Linked DNA regions of Mus musculus: region 2 is linked to region 1. A link is a contact called in public HiChIP or PLAC-seq data. All regions are on one chromosome and are shown on one strand. Each heading gives the region's core, a stretch centred on a gene start, on an enhancer-like site or on the middle of the called end of the contact. The rest is flanking DNA. Distances are from core to core; before and after follow the strand shown.

Region 1 (7,095 bases), core at 2,777-5,276:
GGTGGAGCTGGACGGTGATGACGTGCGGATCTCCTCCAGGGGGAAGCTGGCTGAGCGAGACATTGTCCAGGTGAAACAGGCCCCGCCCTTCCGCAGTGCCAGAGCGCCTTTACAGGCATCTCAAGGACAGACACTGGAATCCCTTCCTGGGCCAGTCTTCTCAGGAAGCCCCACCCCTCCCTGCCCTCTAGGAAGTCCCTTCTAACCTGAATGATGCTCCCACGGAATCCAGAGCCCTGCACAGGGAGTCTGTGCCACATGGCCTTCCAGTGGCATGGAGAGCCCTCATAGATGGAGGTGGCACCCTGGATCCTAGGAGGAGGGAGACAGGAAGGAGCCAGAGGTTGGCAGCATTGAGAGGAAGCTGGGTTAGATGTGGGTTTAGACAAGTGTTGGGGTCCTAGGAGACTGAGAGGGTCCCCCTGGAGAGGGGTGGGAAAGGAAAAGGGAGCAAGGAGGCAGGATCTGGTTAGCCTTTCCCAGCATCCCTTGGGAGCAAGGGGGCATGATCCGGTTAGCCTTTCCCAGCATCCCTTGGGAGCAAGGAGGCAGGATCCGGTTAGCCTTTCCCAGCATCCTTTGAGCCTCTGTTCTCCTTGCTAGTCTCCGATGAAGGGCTTGGGTCAGTGTTAGGCCTCCTGTGGAATACAGATGAAGGACTCAGCACAGAGGCATGGCCCATCCCCGGGGAAACTCGCAAAGTGGGGGGGGTTGGATAGAGTGGGTTCTCTGGGAGGGGACCCACGTGCCCCATCTTGACCCCATCTTCCTTGCCTCTCAGTTTGTGCCCTTCAGGGACTATGTGGACCGCACCGGCAACCACGTACTGAGCATGGCCCGCCTGGCCCGGGATGTTCTGGCTGAGATTCCGGACCAACTGGTGTCCTACATGAAGGCACAGGGCATCCGCCCACGCCCGCCACCTGCTGCACCCGCTCAGTCACCCCCACAGTCCCCAGCCCACTCACCTCCTGGATCCCCCGTGCACACGCATATCTGAAGCTGAGAGGACCAAGGGCCTGGAGGGTAGACTGACACCCTATTCTCCTCCTGGTCGGTTTCCCAGACTCTGCTTGGAGGGCCAGCGGGAAATGGGGTGTCAGGGCCTCACCCCACTTCACACCCAAATCCAGGGGACTGTGGTATAGAAGACAAGGGGTACACAGATTCTGGGGCTGAGGGGACCCCCCTAGTCCATGCCGGACAACTCCAAGACTTTCTTATTCTTGCAACCCAGCTGGGCCTCTTCCAGCTCCTGTCTCCTCCTACCCTAGTGTCTAGTGTCCCCAGTCCCATGAGATCCCCTGTCCTGTTTCCAGGGAACCCCAGACTGGTAGACTACCAGGGATGCATGTGACCCTCTTAGGGACTCCATATGTGAGCAGATAGAGCCCCTTTCCTGATCCTCAAAGGCTCAGTGGTATGCTAGAATGTTCTAGAATGGTCACTGGAGCTATCACAGGTAGCTTGTAGCACTGAGATGTCTCCTGCTCAACTTGGGGGCCACTCACCTGCAGGGCACAGGGTTAGCCCCCACACTCCAACTTGCTCCTGCTCTCTGCCCTTCAGTGGCTAGGGGACAAGAGACAGGGATCCCTGAATGCCAACCTGTCCCTAGCCACATCCAGCAGGAACCCACCCAGCCCACCCTCTGCTCTCTGGGCCTCAGTGTCCACACCTCCGCAATGACAGGATTTGTCAGGTGGTCCAGCGTTTCCTGAGCCATCCTGAGGGTACATCCATTCCACACACAGCCTCCCCACACCTTCCTCATGGCCACCATTCACACCCAGGCCAGCTAGACTCTGGGGTCATCCTGTCGCATCCTGTCACCCCCATGCCTCAGCCCTTCAAAGCTCCTGTCCCTGCGGTGGGAAGTTAGCAAAGGGCTTTTCACCTAAGGTCACCCCAATGGCCACCGTCCTTTGTCCACTGGGGCAGGTCTTGCATGTGTCCCTTATGCCGCATGGGGTCTCCACCTGGCATCTCCCATCCCACCTGCCTGTCCCGCATGGTGATAGTGATGTTTTGACTGTCTGGTCCTGTGCCTGTCTGAGACTGTCTCTGTGGAACTTGCCTTAAATTGAAGTAAACCAGTTCTTTTAGTAGATAGACCCCCCCTCTCCTTTGAAAACAGCTTTGCTGTTTGCCTAGCATCTATCTCTCTGCTGCCTTGGTTCTTCCGTCCGGCCATGTTCCTGTCAGACTCTGTAAGAGGCATGGGGGGGGGGGTGCATGGCGAGGATTGAAACCCACCACCCACAAACATATGTAAGCAGAGTCTGTGAGCCATCAGGGACTGTGATGGAGGCATGGTTGCCTAGAGCCCCTTCCCGGTCCTCAGAGGCTCAGTGGTATGCTAGAATGTTCTAGATGTGGATCTCTAGCCTCACTAGAGCTGTCACGAGTAGCTTGTGACATTGAGAGGTCTCCTGCTCAACTCGGAAGCCACTCACCTGCCGGGCACATGACCAGAGCCTGGACGCCAACATGAGAGACAGTGAGCACACACACACACTCAGGTCTATAGTCTGGCTTCAGACAGTGTTAAGAGGCAGGAGCAAGGGGAGAGAATGAGAGCAGACTCCAGTAGAGAGATGTTTGAGACGAGCAGGGGTGTTGAGGGGAGCCCAAGAGAAATGAGCAGGGAGCCATGCTGATGCCAGGGTGAAGAGGACTCTGGTAGTTTGGGATAAGTTTGTGCCAGGTAGGAGCCTAGTGTGTTTGACGGGAGGCAAGCACGCGGGTGTGATAGGAGCTAACCAAGGAAGAGAATGCAGGCGATGGGGTCAGGGTGGAGGCCAAAATGCACAGGGCCTTGTGGTTCATGGCAAGGCATCTGACGTTTGCTCTAGAGGGTTGTAGCCATTAAGGAAGTAAGAGAGACGAGCACGTGACCCAAACCTCCCCAACACATGGATCGCTATCACCGTGGATCATGGTTTCTTCATCTCTCAACAAACATCTACTGAGAATCCATTCCAGGCCTGTGCAGAGGTCAGAGGCACTTGGCTCAGTCCCCAGTGTCTCCCTCTGGGCTAAATCAGCCACCACAAAGTAGCAATGCCAGCCAGCTTGAAGGGATGGGAGTGGTGGCACTAAGAGACACTCTGGCCCATACCGGATGACCCCCCACCCGGGGTGTGGCCACCATAGTGTCAGGTGGGGTACATGTGTGCACAGATGGTGACATTGGCAGGCTCTGTGGGTGGACCACGCAGGACTTATGTGACTTCAGGGACACGGTAAGCATCTTCCGTGGTCCCTTTCTACAGGTCAGGGCCTTCACCAATGTGGAGCATGGGAGCAAGGACATACGCGCATGCGCACAGCACATACTGCGCACGCTGTCCCATCAGCCCTCTAGGCAGCCATTCTGAGGCTGTACCCAAGAGGAATTCGGTACCAATTACCCTCCAGCTCGGGGCTTGTTTACTTCTGATGACTTCATGGTAAATTAGAGCTGACTCACGATTGTCTCTATAATCAGATGCTCTGCGACTCCCATGACGCCGTGAGTGGGAACGGGGTGGGGTCGTGGCTTGAGAGAAGGGAAGTTCCCATAACCAGCAGCCTATTTTCCATCTCCTTGGGCGCCATGGGAAAGTATAGGGAGGAGATGGGTACCCAGCAGGGGAGTCCAGACAGCGAGCCGCTGCCCCTGAGGTATGTTGGGGAACAGACACACCATCAAAAATATCTTTGTTGTGACACTGGCTTCTCCGCTGGTTTTTTTCCAAAGGTGTGTACTGCAGAACTGTTGCCTGACATGGAGTCTGAAGCAGCTGCTTTTCCCAGAGTCTCTCTGGAATAGCTTTAGTGGCCTCTGGGGCTCCCAAGGCTCTGGCAAGTTCTATAGAGCAGAGAATAGCTTGACTTGATTCAACACAATAGTCCCTGAGGTTTTTGACCACACAGTCAGAGCCTCTCTCTCCTCCCCGCTCTCTGTCCCCACCCCTCTCTGTCTTGCTCTTGCTGTATGTGCGTAACTGGTAATGCTAAGCTAAACAAGCTGTCTAGAGAATGACAGTAGGTACAAGCCTTCCTTGTTCCAGGGCCAAAAATAGAATTTGAGACCACATCCAAAGAGTATAAGGGAAGCCCCCCCACCCCCGAGATGGGTGGGGGAGAGAGAAAGAGGTGGGCCCTTGTGAGAAGGAGCTGGCCTTGAAAGAGGCTCTTCCCACCCACCTTAGAAAAAGAAACCACCCACAGAAGACAGGGCGGGGCTCAGTGATTCACAAGCACAGACTCCTGGCTTTCAGGTGGATTTTATTTTTGTTTCTGTCTGGAACTGAGGGTGTGTGGAACAGAGCTAAAGGAGGTAGACAGGGACGGGCAAGGCAGATGAAGCGTTCTCCAGGACTCTAAGGACCCCAGGGTAGTTTTCTTTCTATTCCCCTCTTTGTCTACTCCTTTCAAATGCCCAAAGTAGTAAACGTAAGATGGCGCCATCGTCATGGTAACACCTGTCACTCCCATGCTCACTGAACCCCTGCATATTCAATGGCGGATCACCCTGTGCAGATGTGGGAGCCTCATCCCATTTTTCAGATGAAGCACGGGGAAGTGAGAGGGTGCCCAAGGTCACAAAACTATAAGGTTGGGAGCCCACAGTTGTCTGAGCTTCACAGTTATTTCATGAATTGTGAGCTGTCACCACCGCCGCTCCACTGACTGCTGTTCTGGGCCTCTGAAAAATGGCCCTGAGTCCCACCTGGTAAGGGCGGCAGAGGCAGAAGCAGAGAACAGGGTTGATAGCACAATTGGAATAGGCCAGCAGGGTGCACAGGCAGAAGGCCACAAAAGCCAGTGGCGTGGCTGGTAGGCGGCCCATGGCAGACACATAGCCCAGTGCTGAGCAGGGTCCCCACATCAGCATGAAGACCCCCAGCATGACAAGACTGAGCTGTGTGTTTGCCCTGTGCTCCTGCACACTCTCACCTGGGGGACCCAAGGGCCATGTGCCCAAGTGTCAGACCACATGGCCAAAAGAGCAGGCTAGGCCCAACAGGCAGGGCAGAAAAGCCAGGGCTCCCAGCAGGATGAAATAGCAGGTTGTTTGAGGTAGGCTGAGAAACAAGAGGCAGGCCAGGGCCTTGGGGACACCCACTGCCTGCTCTAATACTGTCACCTGCTGGAACAGCCAGTTGGGCATCGAGGTGACCAGACCCAGTACCCACATAGCCCCACAGAGCAGCAGGCAGGCACGTGGGCTGGCTGGGAGGGCCACACGGGGCCAGACCATGGCCATGTGACGCACGAGTGCAGAGGCTACCATGCTGTAGAAAGTACAGAATATGGTGGTCATGTTGGTGGCCTGGCTGGCGGTACAGATGGCAGGGCCTAGCCACCAGCCCCGATGCAAGAAGCTCAGCAACAGGGCGGGTACCAGGAAGGATATGAAAAGCAGATAGGAGTGTATCACGGTCACCATAAGGCTGATGGTCAGCGTCAAGAACGGGGGAGACACTCGAGTGTCTCCACCAGTAGGAGACACCAGTAGGAGCCCGTTGGCCAGCAGCCCCACAAGCAGGATGAGGCCACAGAACTCCGCGGAAGGCCAGGCGGAGCCACCTCTCCTGGGTGGCTGCCAGCTCCGTGTAGAGAGTGACGTTCAACGTTCAACTCCATACGGGTGAATCCTGTAAATAGTTTCAGTTTAAGGAAAGGTTTTTTTTGTTGTTGTTTTTGTTTTCTGAGTCTATTGTCTATAAAAGTCCTCTTGGAAATCATGAGAAGGGGGTTGCCCAGAACTTCAGGGTAATGATTTAGGTTTGCCAAGGAATAATCGAGCCACACCCCACCTGTGGGCTCACAGTGGCTGTCAAGGCATCCTGACTAGAGCCAGCCTGTGACCTTGTACCAAGCTCCAAATCTAGGATGCTAAACTAGATCCTAAATCAGACCCTCTCGGGTGTGTCCATCTGCAGACTCTCTTCTTTAAAAAGTTTTTTTTTTTAATTAATTTATTCTCTCATATGTTATATCATCCCAACTGCAGTTTTCCCTCCCCCTTCTCCTCCCAACCCCTCCCCTCCCCAGCCACTCCTCTATTTCTCTTCAGAAAAGGGCAGGCCTCCCAGGGATATCAACCAAACATGGCCTATCATGTTTCAGTAAGAGTAGGCATCTCCCCTTCATATTAAGGCTGGACGAGACAACCCTGAAGGAGGACAAGGATCCCCAAGGCAGGCAAAAGCCTGAGAGAACCCCAGTTCCCTCTGGTAGGAGTCCACAAAACCACCAAGCTACACACTAGAACGTATACGCAGAGGCTGTCCCTATGCAAGCTTCCAGATTGTTGGTTCAGTTTCAGTGAGCCCCTGTGAGCCCCCGTGAGCCCCCGTGAGCCCCTGTGAGCCCCGGTTTGTTGATTCTCTGGGTTTTCTTGTGTGTGTATGGGGGGGTCTTTGACCCCTCTGGCTCCTACAATCCCCTCCTTCCCCTCTTCAGCAGGATTCCCTGAGCACTATCTAAGGTTAGTTAGACTGTGGGTCTCTGCATCTGTTTTCATCCCCCCACCCCCACGGCTGCCGCCTCTTTCAAGACAAGGTTTTTCTGTGTGGCCATGGCAATTTTAGAACTCACTCTAAACCAGGCTGGCCTCAAACTCAGAGATCCATCTGCCTCTATCTTCTGAGGGCTGAGAGTAAAGGAGGGCACCTCCATCCAGCTTTCCTTTCCTTTATCCACGGGAGTTGATTCCAGGATCCCTGCTGCTACAGGGAAAGACATACCCACTGAAGAGCCTAAGGGTTTGTCTTCCCTTCTCACATCCTTCCCATTCCTACCCTTTCTGCCATCCAGGAACCAGAGACAGCCTGACTACACGAACCCCCCCCCCTCCCCCGCTTTCCTATGAGACCTATCTGCCTGGTGGGCTTAATGAACTGTCTCAGAACACCTGTCATGCTGTTGGTCTCCCTACAACAGTTCCCTCGCCATGCTGTCTGTCTGTCTGTCTGTCTGTCAGTTCATGGTAGTCTAACAGGATGGTCTGTCCCCAGTGTGAGTTCCTATCCTGCCTCTGCCACTCAGAAACTGGGGAACTTGAAAAGGTTCCACACACCATTCCTTAGCCTCAGAACCCTC
Region 2 (6,613 bases), core at 249-2,748, 150 kb before region 1:
GCGGTCAAAAAAAAAAAGTTCTTAAATGGGGAGGTCATGGGGAGAGAACTTATATAAAGATCCTGACGAGGATCTTTCTTCCAGCTTGTCTTACCCTTGGGGCTCCTACCTTGCTGACTTTCCTGGTCACAGGCTCCCACCCCAGTGGGGCACGCCCACAGGCTAAGAATGACAGTCTTCCTGGATGGGACCGCCCTGCCTGCCTGCCCGCCTGCTCGCCTGCCCACCTGTTGTGGTTTCCTGTTCTAGCCTCAGTTTCCTTCCTCGTGAATCTTCTGCGCTGGACTATGCTATGTTGAAGGGCAGCATCTCCGTCTCCAGGGAAACAGGAAGCCAGAAGGACTGGGGATGTTATTCTTTTCTTTTAGAAGACAAACCATACTATCCCAGGACTTGGGAGGCAGACACACAGATCTCTGTGACTTAAGGCTAGCTTGTTCTGTGTAGTAAGTTCCAGGACAGCCAGGGCTACACAAGGAGGTCCTGTCTCAAACAAATAAACAAGCCTACACCCAAATTTGCTCTGAATTGCACCAAATTGGTGAGTGTCACAGGTCACTCCCTCTCCTTAATAAAACCCAGAGTGGGGCGAGGGCAAGCCCTGGCTCTTCCATAAGCTGCAAGGGCTGTGGTGTCCATTCAGAGTTGACTGTGTGAGCTCTGGGTACTTGGGCACAAATGCTTCAAGCTAGCTCACAACACCTGCCTCCCCAGGGAGCCAATCTAGAGCCTAGAGTCCCACAGAGAATGAACCCAACTCAAACAGAGCTGGCCACGCCACTGCCTAGTAAACACATTAACCTGTGGCAATACCATCCTTTTGGAGCCCCACTGCTGATTCCCACTGGCACCTGAGGTGAGACAGCTGATTGGTCTCCCAGTTCCTCACCTTGCCACGTCCCCCCTCCATACCAGCAGGCAAGCAGAGGGCCCTCTGCTGCTGTCTCCAGGTCTCAGCCCTTCCTGCAGGCTTCCTTGAGGTGGGTGACTTCTATGTGGTGGCTATGAGTGGGAAAGCCTGAGAACTTCTCCCTTAACCCGCACACTGGCGTCTCAGCTGAAGCACACACAGAAGCCTGGACTGGTCTCTGCTGCTTCTCTGCTGCACCGCAGAGCAGCCTGGGAGTTTTGGGACTTCCCATGTGTCCTTAAGGCCAATACAGGCAAGGTTTCCTTAGTTTTCAAGTTTTCCGAGTCAAACAGGGAAAGAACACAAGGTAACCCCCAGGCTGAGACGGTGGCCCTGCACTTCACCTCTGAGCCTCCTCAGAGCCCTCGGTGGTTAACTCTAAAGATCACATTTCAGCAGGCTCTGGAGCCCCAGGCCCTGTGTGGAACCCTGCTCCGCACCATCAGGGGAAGGACTCTGGAAGCTCAGGGCTGGCCTCTGCTTGGTCCTCTTGACTTACAACCTCTGAAATCCTAACTGCTTAGCAGTGGAGCCTATCTACAAAGGCTTGTTTTCCCTCCAACAGCCACACAAAGGACAAGCTCCCCCAGGTGCAGTCCCTGCTTGAGCCAGAGGAGGCTCTGAGCCCTTCCACTCAGCTTTGTGAAGGCTGCCTTTCACGAACCACAACCACCCCAGCCTCCTCTCTTTGGCACCCTCTTTGGTTGACCCCACTCATGCTCCCTGTTGTGAGATGGGAGGGAATGAGGGCCTGGAAGAAGGCACAGGGCCCCTCCGAGGGCAGAGAGGACCCCACAGAGGGTCATGACTTCCACCACTACTGGCTGCTTTGGCCTATAGACCTGGGCAGACATCTGACTTCTGCAATTTGGAACCAGAGGCCACTCAATTCTTTTTGTCCATCTTTGTAAGTGACGTCCAGCGACCAAGTACCTAGTCATATCAATAAAAGACCAGTAAGAAGGTAGAGGAAGCTGGGTGCAATGGTATACTCCTTTAATTTTCAGCACTTGGGGCACAGGCAGATCTCTGTGAGTTTGAGGCCAGTCTGGTCTACATGAGTTCGAGGCTAGTCAGAGCTACACAGCAAGACCCCAAAAAAGAACAAGAGGGCAGACCATCCTTTTTTGCACTGTTTGATAAGAACACCCCCAAAGCACTTGGGGGTGCAGTAAGCACAGAATATTATTTAGGATACTCCTGCATCTCAACTAAACCAATATCTCACCTTGCCCTGGTACAGAAAAGGTAGGGCAGAGGGCCCTGAAGTGAGCCGCAGACCCTGCAGCAAACGCTCCGGCTCTCTGGCTCTGCAGCTCCTCCCTCGACCACATTACATCAGCTCTGAGGCTGCTGACATCTCTGTAGAAAGTCAGGCCTAAAGATCAAACTCAGGGAGGTGCCCTGTCTCCCTCAGGCCCGCTATTCTAACTCATTCCTTCTGAAGGGGGTGGGGTGCAGCAGCAGTTGACAAAGGCTCTGCTGCCTTAGCAGAGAGGGTGCTGGCCAGCTGGGGGAGGCCGAACTTCTGAGAAAACAATCTGATGGCAGTGTGGGAGGAAACCAGGATTTAGTAAGACTTGAATTGTAACCCAGTCTCCAGCACCCCTTACAGAAACTCCAGGCGCCATGGACATTATGTAAGATGTACACTGTCCTCCTCTTCATGATGCTGAGGGCTGCACTCTGGGCTCAAACGTGTCTGGGAAGCACTCTACCACTGAGCTACATCCCTAGATCTGGGGGGCGCAGGGGGAGTGGTGGAACAGTGTTGAGACAGGGTCTCATTATGTAACACTTGGAGACCAGGAACTCACTATGGAGACCAGCTTAGCCTAGAACTCAAAAGATATGCACCTGCCTCCCAAGTGCTGGGACTAAAGGTGTGCAGCACGACACAGGTGCAGGCACCTTTAAACATGCAATTCCAGCTATCCAATCTGTCCCTCCCCACCCCCCAAGCCCCCCAGGTTCCAAATTCACTTTCCTTGTCAAACTGTAGTGATCAAAGTCAGCTATGGCTTTCGCACCAAGTACAGCGTGATGCGGCAAGGAAGAGTGGACAAACAGAATCAGGACCCACTGCTGCCCTCCACGGCCAAGAAGACAGTAGAGGAGCCATGTCCACACAAGTCAAAGAGCCACAGCCTATTTCCAATACCTGGGAGTCCAAAGCCTGGGGGAGGAGAAATGAGAGAAGTCTTGGCCAGCAGCCAGGCTTCCATCTTTCCTGAGGAAGCTACAGACAGACAAGATGGCTAGGCCCAAGCCACTGTCTCCAGCATACAGCTGACAGCCAAAACATCCAGGGCAGGTAACTAAGCAACCAACCCATGCAAAGTGTTTCAGTGTTTTTATTCCCCGCTCCGCACTCTTTTTCAGCCTGAGTTTCAGGTCTCCAAGCAGTTGTTTCCTACAGATCCGAGAGAGTGGTTCCATCGCAGATGACCAAAGGCTGGACCCCTCTGGCTACAATGTAGACCTTCCAGTGGGCAGCATCGGCATAGCCTTTGGGGAAAACAGCAACAGGAAAGCAATGAATGTCTGGGAGCAGGAGGGCGGGGCCGAGCCGTGGTTCTGCTGTCTGGCTGCTCTTACTCTGAAGGTCTCTGGGCTCTCCGAAACCTAAGGAAGGATTCCTTGCTCTTACTAGCTCTCTGTGAGCTGATATGCAAACACAGACTCTAACTGCAGACATTTTCTCCCCACCCTGTGATGTGAATCACAGTTTGGCTGTCACAGAGCAGCTTGTTTTGAGAAAAGCTCTCAGGATGTGTCTGAAGTGTGTGTGTGTGATCGGCTCCTGTTACGTAGACGAAGCTGGTCTCAAGCCTGGGATTTTCTTTGCCTCAGCCTTTTGAATGCTAGGACTTTAGGTATGTGCCACTGTGCCCAGGGCTGACTTTATCTTATGCTTTTTTTTTAATCACAGTGCTGTGCTGTGCTGTGCTGTTATGTTCACCGTCTGTGCTGCACATGGAGCAGGGTGGGTCTCTTGCCGGATGGAGGGCTACACCTGTATTCCTCATCCGTGTAAGACCAAGGCAGGAAGACTTCTGGTTTGAGGCTAGCCATGATTTCATAGCCAGACCCCATCTCAAAAAGACCAAAGGCGGGGCTGGAGAGATGGCTCAGCGGTTAAGAGCACTGACTGCTCTTCCAGAGGTCCTGAGTTCAATTCCCAGCAACCACATGGTGGCTCACAACCATCTGTAATGAGATCTGGCGCCCTCTTCTGGAGTGTCTGAAGACAGCTACAGTGTACTTACATATAATAATAAATAAATCTTAAAAAAAAAAAAAAAAAAAAGACCAAAGGCAAGTTAAGTAAGTCAGTCAAGGTGGTCAAGGTGGGAGCTGGAACTGGTGCCCACAGCTGTGTCACCAGCCCTGGGACTGAAGCAGGAGGACTCCTGAAAGTGTGACCCCAGCTTGGGCTATAAGCAAGACTGTGTGAAGTTGTAATTAAAATCACCTTGGGCTAACTTTTGCTTAGATTAAACACTGATTGGATCGTGTCCAGGATGCGGTGGCTGGTACCTGTCTAGAAGAGCAGGCACCCACCATTACTTGGTGACTGAAAAAAGGTCACATGCTCTTGCTGGGATTGTGCCATGACAGCTGATGATGTGCCTAGCACTTGGCACCTCCACTCCTCGATTCCCTGTCATCTATCATGCCTCCTCCACTTCTAGGTTAAAATAAAAACAGAGATAAACCACAGTCAGTGTCCTAGGACCATGCGTGAGGGTCCCGAGTGGCCATGCTACCCCCGACCCCCACCCGAGGTCTGACTCCAGTCCTTACCCCTGTGGCAGCAGGACCACTGCCTCCACTCCTACCAGGGCTCTGGGAGCCAACTATCCCCCCTACTCTCCCAGGCTTGCTCTTTCCCTCAGTATCCGCCCCTCTTCCGTGCCCATCACATGGCTAGCCATCCAGGCTCTGCCAGCCAGAAGCCTGGCCTCTGTGTCTCAGGTGCTGTCTCCTATCAATGCTTCCTTGGCGGCTGTCAGACACCTCCTCTCTTCAAACCCTATAATAGGCATTCTGGGTGCCGTGGAACCAGGTCATCTAGAACTGGGGACACTTAAAGTGCCTCAATGGTTGTCTGAACACTGACATTTGTAGAGGACAAGACAGAAAGACCACACATCTCCACCCTGTTTTCTGTAACCGGCCACCCTCATTGTAAGGTTGCCCCATTGCAGGCAACAGGCCGGTTGTTTCTGTGTACTCCCACTGCTGTCACAGTTTCGCATGGCTGGCCCAGACCGGCAGGACCCCAGTACTATGGTTTGGTCTGGGTCACACTTACTTCCCACGCCCACACTAACACAAAGGTTCTGGGGCTCAGGGCACAGCTTGGCACAGTGCCAGCTCCCAGCCCTCACTGAGGTGAGAGCTTTCTGAGCATCTTAGGACTCTGGTCATCTTAGGACCCAATGCTCAAAGGACCCAACTAGAAGCAGCTTCAGCTTAGCAGGGGCTCCAGACCTTACTGGGTCCTGTGAGACAGCACAAGGGGGGCAATTGCTGCTATCTTTGTTCTGCCAAGAGGATTGCTGGCAACTGACTGACTCTGGAGTAGATTCTGAGGATGCTGACTAGGAAACTGGAGCCAGACTCAGGGGTGGGTCATGCTGTGAGTCTGGACATGGCTGTGGGGCCCACAGAGAGGAGACACCCCCTTGGTGGCCTTTTACCGCATACTGTCTAACTTTACAACAGATATAAAGGTTTCCTCTGACCTTGCCTTGGCTCTGCCCTGGCCTGCCTGTGTGAGGCAGAGACTTGAGGCTGCCTAATGTGATGCTGGGGCACTGGGAAGGTCATGTGACTCTCAACGCCATCATCTATAAAACAACGAATTACTCTAAACAACTTGTAGAATCCCTTCTACTATAGCCAGCCGACATCATCAGTCTTAGTGCTATCTGTGCACACGCCCCCTGTGCCACCTTAGCAGTTCTCTTCTAAGTCAATATATCGACTCTGTTAATAAAATGTCATTTCTGATTCAGCCGGACAGAACCTACTTGAAAGCAATGTTTGATAGTCAGAAATACCGTCTCTGTCCTCCTGGAGCCCCACCTACCAATATCTCCAGACTCTATCGGCATGGCCACGGACTGACAGTGTGTTCGGCACTGGAAGGGAGGGATGAGCTGCAACATGGCTTCCCCGCTGCCGAGGGTGAACAGGTCATGCACCTTATGCATCTGCAGTTCAGAGTGGGCGGGCACAGGAGAGAGAAGAGAGAGCAGGTGGTGAGCAGACAAAACCCTTTACACGGGACAGCTTTTCCTTTTGAGATAGGGTCTGTCTGTCCTGGAGCTTTATGCAGACGAGGTTGGCCTTGAACTCACACAGTTCTGCTTCTCCCTCCTGAGTGCTGGGATTAAGGGTGTGCTAAATGTCTGGCCTTTCATATGGTCTTTAGTTTCTTAGCTGGCTACGCAATAAGGAAAACATGATTAATAACAAATTTTATAATTATGTCTAAAAGACAAAACAAACTAGTCTTTCCTAATCATGACATCTCCTGGAACTGAAACCAGAATAAAATCTCTTCTATGAGTTATTTATTTTCATTTTTAAAAAATTTAATTATCTGTATCCCTATTGTGTGGGTAGTCTTGGAGGCCAAAGAGAGAGCCAGAATCCTTGGAGCTGGGGTCATGGGAGTTGGGACATGGGTGC

What was found. HiChIP or PLAC-seq counts read pairs in DNA pulled down with a chosen protein or histone mark.
Region 2: a contact with region 1 is called in an H3K27ac HiChIP or PLAC-seq map of T-cell acute lymphoblastic leukemia, with 2.6 times the contacts expected there. The contact joins two enhancer-like sites. A contact is called at or near these places in 1 of 39 promoter capture datasets (embryonic stem cells), 2 of 115 datasets of contacts at active chromatin or transcription factors (T-cell acute lymphoblastic leukemia and embryonic stem cells) and 3 of 9 other capture datasets (adipose tissue, liver and pancreatic islet).

What each region holds. Positions count from the first base shown.
Region 1 is chr17:29,152,927-29,160,021 of GRCm38.p6, reverse strand. Cpne5 (copine V) reads left to right here. Exons shown (of 21, transcript NM_153166.2): 20 at 1-70; 21 at 782-3,501. The coding sequence ends at 1,000. It also overlaps the pseudogene Gm18271. Among named protein-coding and RNA genes, the nearest start is that of Rab44, 42 kb to the right of the region's middle. Within about 2 kb of position 4,026, at least 87 of the 459 cell types and tissues checked have an H3K27ac peak or open chromatin away from gene starts, as enhancers often do. A contact at or near this core is called in T-cell acute lymphoblastic leukemia and adipose tissue, where this site is marked.
Region 2 is chr17:29,298,161-29,304,773 of GRCm38.p6, reverse strand. BC004004 (cDNA sequence BC004004) reads right to left here. Exons shown (of 9, transcript NM_030561.3): 8 at 6,009-6,132; 9 at 1,887-3,418. The coding sequence ends at 3,324. Among named protein-coding and RNA genes, the nearest start is that of Pi16, 17 kb to the left of the region's middle. Within about 2 kb of position 1,498, at least 120 of the 459 cell types and tissues checked have an H3K27ac peak or open chromatin away from gene starts, as enhancers often do. A contact at or near this core is called in T-cell acute lymphoblastic leukemia and adipose tissue, where this site is marked.